Linked DNA regions of Sus scrofa: region 1 is linked to region 2. The links are chromatin contacts, called in public HiChIP or PLAC-seq maps. All regions are on one chromosome and are shown on one strand. Each heading gives the region's core, a stretch centred on a gene start, on an enhancer-like site or on the middle of the called end of the contact. The rest is flanking DNA. Distances are from core to core; before and after follow the strand shown. Region 1 holds the start of RAB11FIP1 (rab11 family-interacting protein 1). Region 2 holds the start of PLPBP (proline synthase co-transcribed bacterial homolog protein).

Region 1 (3,893 bases), core at 641-3,140, 110 kb before region 2:
AACCTCATGGTTACTAGTCAGATTCGTTAACTGCTGAGCCACTATGGGAACTCCCTATTTTCTAATTTCTTAAATTTTTTTTTTTTTTTGGAGTTCCTGTTGTGGCTCAGTGGGTTAAGAACCCGACTAGTATTCATGAGGATGTGGTTTTGTTACCTGGCCTCGCTCAGGGGGTTAAGGATCCAGCATTTCCGTGAGCTGTGGCATAGGTTACAAATGTGGCTTGGATCTGGCATTGCTGTGGCTGTGTTGTAGGCTGGCAGCTACAGCTCTGATTCAACCCCTAGCCGGGAACTTCCATATGCTGCAGGTGAGGCCCTAAAAAAAGATCTAAAAAATAAATTTTTTTTTTAGTCTTCTAATATCTGATGTAAAAGAAACACTATGTACTTATGGTAGTGTGGGATAACCTGCCAACTCTTCAATTCCATAGCACTTCTTCAGTACCTACTGTGTGTCCAGGTTTGTGTCAGGGGCTCTGGAGGAGACAAGTCAGCACGTGGTTCTGCCCTGAAGAGGGCTATGGGAAGCCAAACCTTGGAGAAATCTGAGTAAAGCCTTGCAGGGGGTAGGACGTGGGTTGGCAAAGGTGGGCAGGGCAGCCGTGGGACAGATGGGACAGATTATCAGTGCTATAGTTTGTCTAGGAGATAGAGAAGTGAGTCAGAGTGGGCCCCAGACAGGAATGCCTTGAATCTCTTTCAAGACTGAAGTTAATGCGGTTGGTGGGGAGGCACCATGGTAGGATTTGGAGCAGGCTGTGTGTAGTGTGGCTTGGAGGGAGAGGAATCTAGAGATCTGGCGGGAAACTGACAGCAACCCGAGACTGGAGCTCTGAGGATCTGGAAGAATCAAAGGATGCAATAGAAAGACTGCATGGGAGTCAGAACACCTGGGTTCTAGTCCTGGCTCTGTTGTAGAGCCTTGAACGAATCACTTATCTGCTCCAGGACTCTCCTTAACTGTAAAACCTAAAACCCTTCAAAGTGACCTCTGCAATCTGTTGATCAATATTTGAACCTTTGAAGTAGGATACAGGAAATGAAGGGCATCGCCCATCCAATGGACCCTGGGAACAAGGAGGTGCCTGACTGGGAGCCCAGAGGGTGAAGAGAGACTGCAGAGGGTCCAGACCTGAGAAAGAGGGAACTGCGGGAGAAGGGCCTCTGCTCCCGAGGTCCATTTGGCAATCCCGTTCAGTTCCTCCTTTCCTTCCCTTCTCTGACTTCCCTCCTCTTGGCTTCACCTTTTTTGGTGAAGGCGCGGCAAAATAGAACACTCCCACACCACCTCAAGTGCTCCCTTCCTTTACCTTCCCCTTTTGAGGTAGCCATCAAAAATCCTCCTCCTTAGCCACCCACCTGGCACCATCCCTGGACCCACTTTCCTCCAGAGTAACTTCCCCAGCGACCAAAGTAGAAAGAGCAGTGAATTCGGAATCGCATTCATTATCACCTTCATAGCTACCCTCTACTGAGAACTCGCCCTGGGCCAGGTGACATTTTTTTGGCAACAATTCTACGAGGTGGTTGTTATCTCATTTTACATACAAAGAAACTGAGACTCCAAGGCTTTAAGTAATCTGTGCAAAGCCACACACCTGCCACTTGGACGAGGCCAGATTGGAAATGAGGTCTCATTCCCAGTCTCTGCTTCGGTCAGTTCCGTTCCGGTTGAGCCATGCGACCTTTGGCAAGTAAGACCCCAACTCTCACCTACCAACTCTCAGACCGGAATTCTCCAAGCCCCGCCCCCGCCCACTAAGCGCTAGCCCCACCCGGGCCCCTAGAGCCTAGCTTCGCGTACGCGACGGAGGCGGGCCCGCCCGGCAGGTGGGGGCGGGTGGAGGGGGCGTGTCCAGGAGGGGGCGTGGCCGGAAGCCTTAAAGAGGTCGGGGCGGCTGGGCAGGCTGTGGAAGCCGCGCGTCGCGGCTATCTTCTCACTTTCGGTTGGATCGCACAGCCGTCACCATGTCCTTGGCGGCCTCGGCGGGCAAGGGCCGAGGGCCCGTATGGTCCCCAACGCACGTGCAGGTGACGGTGTTGCAGGCGCGGGGTCTTCGGGCCAAGGGCCCCGGGGGCACGAGCGACGCGTACGCGGTGATCCAGGTGGGCAAGGAGAAGTACGCCACCTCAGTGTCCGAACGCAGTTTGGGCGCGCCCGTGTGGCGGGAGGAGGCCACCTTCGAGCTGCCGCCGCTGCTGTCGGCCGAGGCTGTGCCAGCCGCCGCCACCACCCTGCAGCTCACCGTGCTGCACCGCGCGCTGCTCGGCCTCGACAAGTTCCTGGGCCGCGCCGAGGTGGACCTGCGGGAGCTGCACCGGGACCAGGGCCGCAGAAAGACCCAGTGAGTGCGGGGGCGAGGACCCGGAGCGGGGCAGGCCGGGGAGGACGCTTGGCCTGGGCGGTGAGACCCTTTTAGAGTGTGTCCCCGTCCCCCCACCACCTCCCCCCAGGGGACTGACGGAACGAGGCCTCTCGGGAGGGATCCCCTCGGCCAGTAATAGTATTCTCACTTCAGCTTCTTCTTGGGCTGTCCCGCCCCAGCTCTCCCAGTACGTGGGTTCTTTGAAAACGGAGGTGGAGGTACCTGCCGCGTTTTTTAATCTGCAGGAGGGCGCTCAGCGCCTGGAACTTCGTAATCACTTAATGAATTTTTGATGAATTGAAACTAGCAGTGGGCTGACGAACTTGTCTTATTAGTTGAGTAGCGTGTATATTTGATATACGCCTTGGATTCCGTGGAAAGCCTCCTGGGTATTTCATTGTACCGGACACTGAGCTGGAAATGGCTGGGCCAGGACGCTGGAAGGGCTAACTGGAGCAGTGAAACCCACAGACACTAGAGGATCCCCCAGGGACCGAGTTGGGGCATTGCGATGCGGGTGGGTGGCGGTGGAGGCTGGGGAATGAGGACTGCCCTGGGAGGGCTGTCCCCCACCCCCACCCCCGCCCCACCTCACCACCGGGTCAGGGGTTGGTCTAGAGAATTTGCCCCTCCCTCGCCTCCTCCAAGAATGCTACAACGGTTTGGTTTAACTTTCAGACCGAAAAATATTGACCCATTTTGCCCTGGCCCCCAAATTAGTAAGGATTTCCCAGTGATGGCTGGAGCCAGGGCCTGCCCTTGGCCAAGTAACTGGGAGTAGGCATTGTTTCTCGCTGGAGTTTCTCAGGTTCTCTCTGGTCCTACGGGGGTGGGGGGTGGGAGTGGGAATGACTGCTCCCCCGTAGCTCCCCCCCTACCCCCATCAGGACTTCTGTTTTCATGAATCACCCTCCAGCAGGGAAAGCGGGGGGAAAACCCTGTTGGTTGCAGACTGTTACCCATTTGTTTGTTTCTTTCACCGGTGTTTGGAATGGAACATTTGATTATGCTCATCTAAAATACCAGAACCTAGCCACGCTTTCTTAGCTTAACCTGGTTACTTTGCTGGCCTTTAAATGTGCAGTTATGTTACCACCTAACCCCTACAGTTTATGAGGCATTCTGATTCACATTGTGCATTTTAGATATAAACAGTATTTTTAACTTTCCCTCATGAAGGAGACAGAAAAGCCAGAGGATTTGAAATTACCAGAGCCCTTTTTCTGTCTGGTGCTTGTGCACATAATACCTGCTTTCCTTATCTGGTCAACGATGAACAGGCATTTCTGAACTCAAATCAGATAAAAATAGAGGGCCTTGAGATGAGGATGGATGGGGTATCTTTATGGCATCAACTTACATGCCATTAGGTGAGCAGCAGCCTCTGCCTGCCGAGCAGGGGCTGGAGCAGTGCTCATTTTCTGTTTGCTTAAATGACATTTGGGGGCCTTGGACTGGCTTCTTTTCCAGCTTCAACTAGGTGCTGTAGGCTGCCCTTTGTCTTGTCCCATCCCAGGATGTGTGG
Region 2 (4,455 bases), core at 216-2,715:
TTCTGCTGCAACCAAATCCACACAGAGAAGAGATTCATCTGTCCTCACATGGCTTCATTTTCATTACCCCATCACCCTCCGGAACTTTTACAGAATCAATGTTCTCAAAGGGTCTGAAGAGTAAGATCAATTAACAGAGTTTCCCCTTCCTTCTGAGGGCTGCACTGCTGACTTTTTATGAGACTGTGTCATGTTTCCTAGAATTATGAGGTAACAGTCTTTAGGGAAAAAAAGTGGAACAGGTAGCCCATCTGCGTAAGTTATGTTGGGAGAACTCCCCAGGGCGATATTTCTTAGGGGAATCTCTAGCTTAGCTTTTTCTTGGAGGATCATTAATGCCGGAAGGAGGAAATTCAGGGCTAGAGTAACTAACTGACTTGTTTAAAATAATACCTAATTAACAGCCCAGAAAAAGCTATACTAATACAGGTCTTCTGTCTCCAGGCCAGCTGAGCTCTGACACTAAATGCTTAATCAGAGAAAACTTTGATCTCTCTATTCAAATATGTCTCACACCACACCTTTCAGCTTAAACTTGCACTGAGGAGGGGCAGATGGTAACCTTTAAGTAAGTTCCAAGATACCAACTATATATAAGGGGGAAAAAAATCTCATCTTAAACTGCTTGGGAATGGATGTCTAGTTCCCTCCTGCCCCAAACGCACAAGTGCAGCTCTAGTGTCACCCAAGTACGGCCAATCCACCCTTTCCTTCGTTTTCGGGTGGAACTGACATTTACTGTGCATCTACTATCTGGGACGCTGCCACACACGTGATCTCGGCAGATCTGGCCTCCTTTGGGTACTCCTGCAGTGGACATCCCCTTCTGCAGCCTCTGGGTGCAGGCCTGATCCCTCTCCCCTCTGCCAAGGCGGCTGATCCCGACACAAAGCCAGATGGGTAAATGGTCGCGATGCCTGGAGATCAGTCATTTTCCCGGGGTAGCGATACCTTTTGCTCCAACTAAGCCAACCTCCAGAAAACCTGACAGATGCTGAGGAATCCTTTTACCAGCCTCCTGGGGTCTCGGCAACCCGTGCCAAAGCCAAGGCGGCGGCCAGCTCTCGCTCCTGCGGGGAGACCCCTCTGCGTCACCGTGACGACCCATTCCCACGCAGGCGTCTCATCTCCTCCAAGCGGCCGCCCACCGTCCCCACGAGGTCCCTTTTCTTACCCGCGGCCGTCGCGCCACCGCCTGCTGCACGCGCTCATTCACTGCCCGCAGAGCGAAACCGATTCCCAGCTCCGCCGACATGCTGCCAGCCTTCCACATTCCACAGAACCGACTTCCAGCCCCGTACCCGGGCACCCGAGGCTAAATCCCCTTCCGGTCCCGCCCAGCTCACGTCTCCGTGTTGCCCGTCTTCGTCTCAGCCAATCGTCAGTATGGGGAGGGGCGGGAGGGGCGGCCCCGCCCTAGGTGTGCCATCTTGGGGAGGTCGCCGCGAGGCGGGGCGGGGCACTCGGGTGCGGAGGGGCTGTGACGTACTTCCGGGGTTGCCGGAGGGCGGGGCTTTCCACCTAGCCGTAGCCCGCAGACGCAGTTGAGGGACAGAAGGGGGCAGGAGAGGTCCCTTAGGTCCTCTTCCCAGTTGTGGGAGATAACGGCTTTTATCTCAGATGATTTTGGGGAGAGGAGAAGGCATAGAAAAAGAGTTCCCTCCTGGCTCAGCGGGTTAATGATCCCGCTTTGTCATTGCTGTGGCTCCGGTTACAGCTGTGGCCAAGTTTGGTGCCTGGCCAGTCACTTCTACAGGCCGCGGGTGTGGCCAAAAATAAATATTTAAAAATATATAAAAGAAAATTGTTTCTGAAGAACATGGTAGGATCCCAATGTACCGAATTATTTTCCTCTGGTTATCCTTTAGATCAGTGCCCAATAGAAATATGATGTGATCCGAACATGTAATTTAAAATTTTCTAGGAGTTCCCATCGTGGTGCAGTGGAAACGAATCCGACTGGGAACCATGAGGTTTCGGTTCGATCCCTGGCCTCGCTCAGTGGGTTAAGGATCTGGTGTTGCCTTGAGCTGTGGTGTAGGTCCCAGACACGGCTTGGATCTGGTGTTGCCGTGGTGTAAGCCAGCAGCAACAGCTCGGATTAGATCCCCCAGCGTGGGAACCTCCGCATGCCAGTGGGTGCGGCCCTAAAAGGACAAAAAACAAAAATAAATAAAATTTTCTAATAGGCACAGAAAGTTAAGAAAAATTAATGAATACTTTTTTTTTTTTTTTTTTTTTGTCTTTTTGCTATTTCTTTGGGCCGCTCCCGCGGCATATGGAGGTTCCCAGGCTAGGGGTCTAATCGGAGCTGTAGCCGCTGGCCTACACCAGAGCCACAGCAACGCAGGATCCGAGCCGCGTCTGCAACCTACACCACAGCTCACGGCAACGGCGGATCGTTAACCCACTGAGCAAGGGCAGGGACCGAACCCGCAACCTCATGGTTCCTAGTCGGATTCGTTAACCACTGCGCCACGATGGGAACTCCCTGAATACATTTTCTATAGCCCAATATACCCAAAGTAAAGTTTAAACATAACCAATAGAAAAAGTTAATGAGATAGTTGAGGTTTGTTGTCTTTTTGTCTTTATAGGGCTGCACTGGTGGCATATGGAGGTTCCCAGGCTAGGAGTCTAATCTGACCTGTAGCTGCCAGCCTATGCCAGAGCCACAGCAACGCCAGATCCAAGCTGCATCTGCAAACTACACCACAGCTCATGGCAACGCCTGATCCTTAACCCACGGAGCGAGGCCAATGATCTAACCCATAATCTCATGGTTCCCAGTCGGATTCCTTTCCGCTTTGCCACTATGGGAACTCCAGTTGAGGTGGTTTTTGTTGGTTTGTTTTGTTTTGTTTGGCTTTTTAGGGCTGCACCGGTGGCATATGGAAGTTCCCAGGCTAGGGCTCTAATGGGAGCTACAGCTGCCAGCCACAGCCACAGCCACAGCCACAGCCAAGCAGGATCTGAGCTGAGTCTGTGACCTACACCACTGCTCACGGCAACGCAGGATCCCTGACCCATTGAGGGAGGCCAGGGATTGAATCTGTATCTTCATGGATGCTAGTCGGATTCGTTACCACTGAGCCACAACAGGAACTCCATATTTGAGTTTTTAAAAATTGTAACCCAGTGTGTAGTTTGGACTTTTCCTCATTTGGGACTGGCGGCATTGCAGCTGGTCAGTACCCCACCTGGTGGCAAGTGCTGCTTTCTAGGAGGCCAGCACAGGCAGCTTTAGTCCAGCCTGAGCTTGGCACAGAGCCCAATTCTTGAGTTTCCTGTGTAACCTGCTCTGGGCAATATGAAAATCACAAATGGGAGGAGCCAAACAATACAAAGGTTAACATAGTAAAACCCGAGGTTTAATAGTCAGATGGTGAAATGGTAGGTGCTGTGGACAAGTAGAGATTGATTTTGTTAAGGAAAGTACTCTTGTCTGTACTGTTGGTTCTCACACAGTAATTCTACTTAATGAATGAGATGCTCTTATGGTGGGAAAAGAGCTAAAGTTTTTTCTCGAGGTTGTCTTTTCTTTCTTCCTTTCTTTTCTTCCTCTCTCCCTCCTTCCCTTCCTTCCTTGGGATATGGAAGTTCCCAGGCTAGGGGTTGAATCAGGAATCAGAGCTGCAGCTTCAGGCCTACACCACACCCACAGTAATGCCAGGTCCAAGCCACATCTGCACGTCTGTGACCTACACCACAGCTCACAGCTACACTGGATCCTTTTTTTTTTTTTTTTTTTTTTTTGTCTTTTCTAGAGCCGCATTCGTGGCATTTGGAGGTTCCCAGGCTAGGGGTCTAATCGGAGCTGTAGCTGCCAGCCTATGCCAGAGCCACAGCAACTTGGGGTCTGAGTCATGTCTGCGACCTACACCACAGCTCATGGCAACCCAGATCCTGAACCCACTGAACAAGGCCCAGGGATCGAACCCACCACCTCATGGTTCCCAGTTGGATTCGTTAACCACTGAGCCATGACGGGAACTCCAACACTGGATCCTTAACTCACTGAGGGAGGCCAGGGATCTAACTGCATCCTCACGGTTAACTAGTCGGGTTAACTAGTCACAACGGGAACTCTCTTAGCTGTGCTTTTGAATTAATTTTATTATGTTTTTTCCTCTTTATTTTCTTTTTTAGTTTCTTCTCCTCCCCTTCCTGGGATGTCAACCATCTGATTTAAACTTTCACCCTTCCCTACTACCTAATCCTTGAAAAATAAAAGTCCCAAATCACCTCATCACTGGTAATTGACTTAAAATTGTTCCAACAGTTTGCAAGGACAAAGGGGAAAAGAGATTAGAAAGCCAAATACCCAGGGGAACCGATTTTATAAACAATTTTATAAAAATCTAGTATACTTATCATTTAATGCCGTCAAACTTAAAACCTTTACCTCTGTAGTCTAAGGCCCCAAATTATGAGAAAAACATTTATGGATTTTAA

The links. HiChIP or PLAC-seq counts read pairs in DNA pulled down with a chosen protein or histone mark.
Region 1: an H3K27ac HiChIP or PLAC-seq map of alveolar macrophages shows a contact between it and region 2. The contact joins the promoter of RAB11FIP1 here to the promoter of PLPBP in region 2. A contact is called at or near these places in 1 of 5 promoter capture datasets (fetal liver), 16 of 47 Hi-C or Micro-C datasets (adipose tissue, blood, embryonic fibroblasts and 8 more) and 2 of 2 datasets of contacts at active chromatin or transcription factors (alveolar macrophages and skeletal muscle).

The regions. Positions count from the first base shown.
Region 1 is chr15:48,525,493-48,529,385 of Sscrofa11.1, forward strand. It overlaps RAB11FIP1 (rab11 family-interacting protein 1), which reads left to right and starts at 1,891. Exons shown (of 5, transcript XM_021076260.1): 1 at 1,891-2,347. The coding sequence starts at 1,971.
Region 2 is chr15:48,635,119-48,639,573 of Sscrofa11.1, forward strand. It overlaps PLPBP (proline synthase co-transcribed bacterial homolog protein), which reads right to left and starts at 1,466. Exons shown (of 8, transcript XM_003133369.4): 1 at 1,175-1,466. The coding sequence starts at 1,273.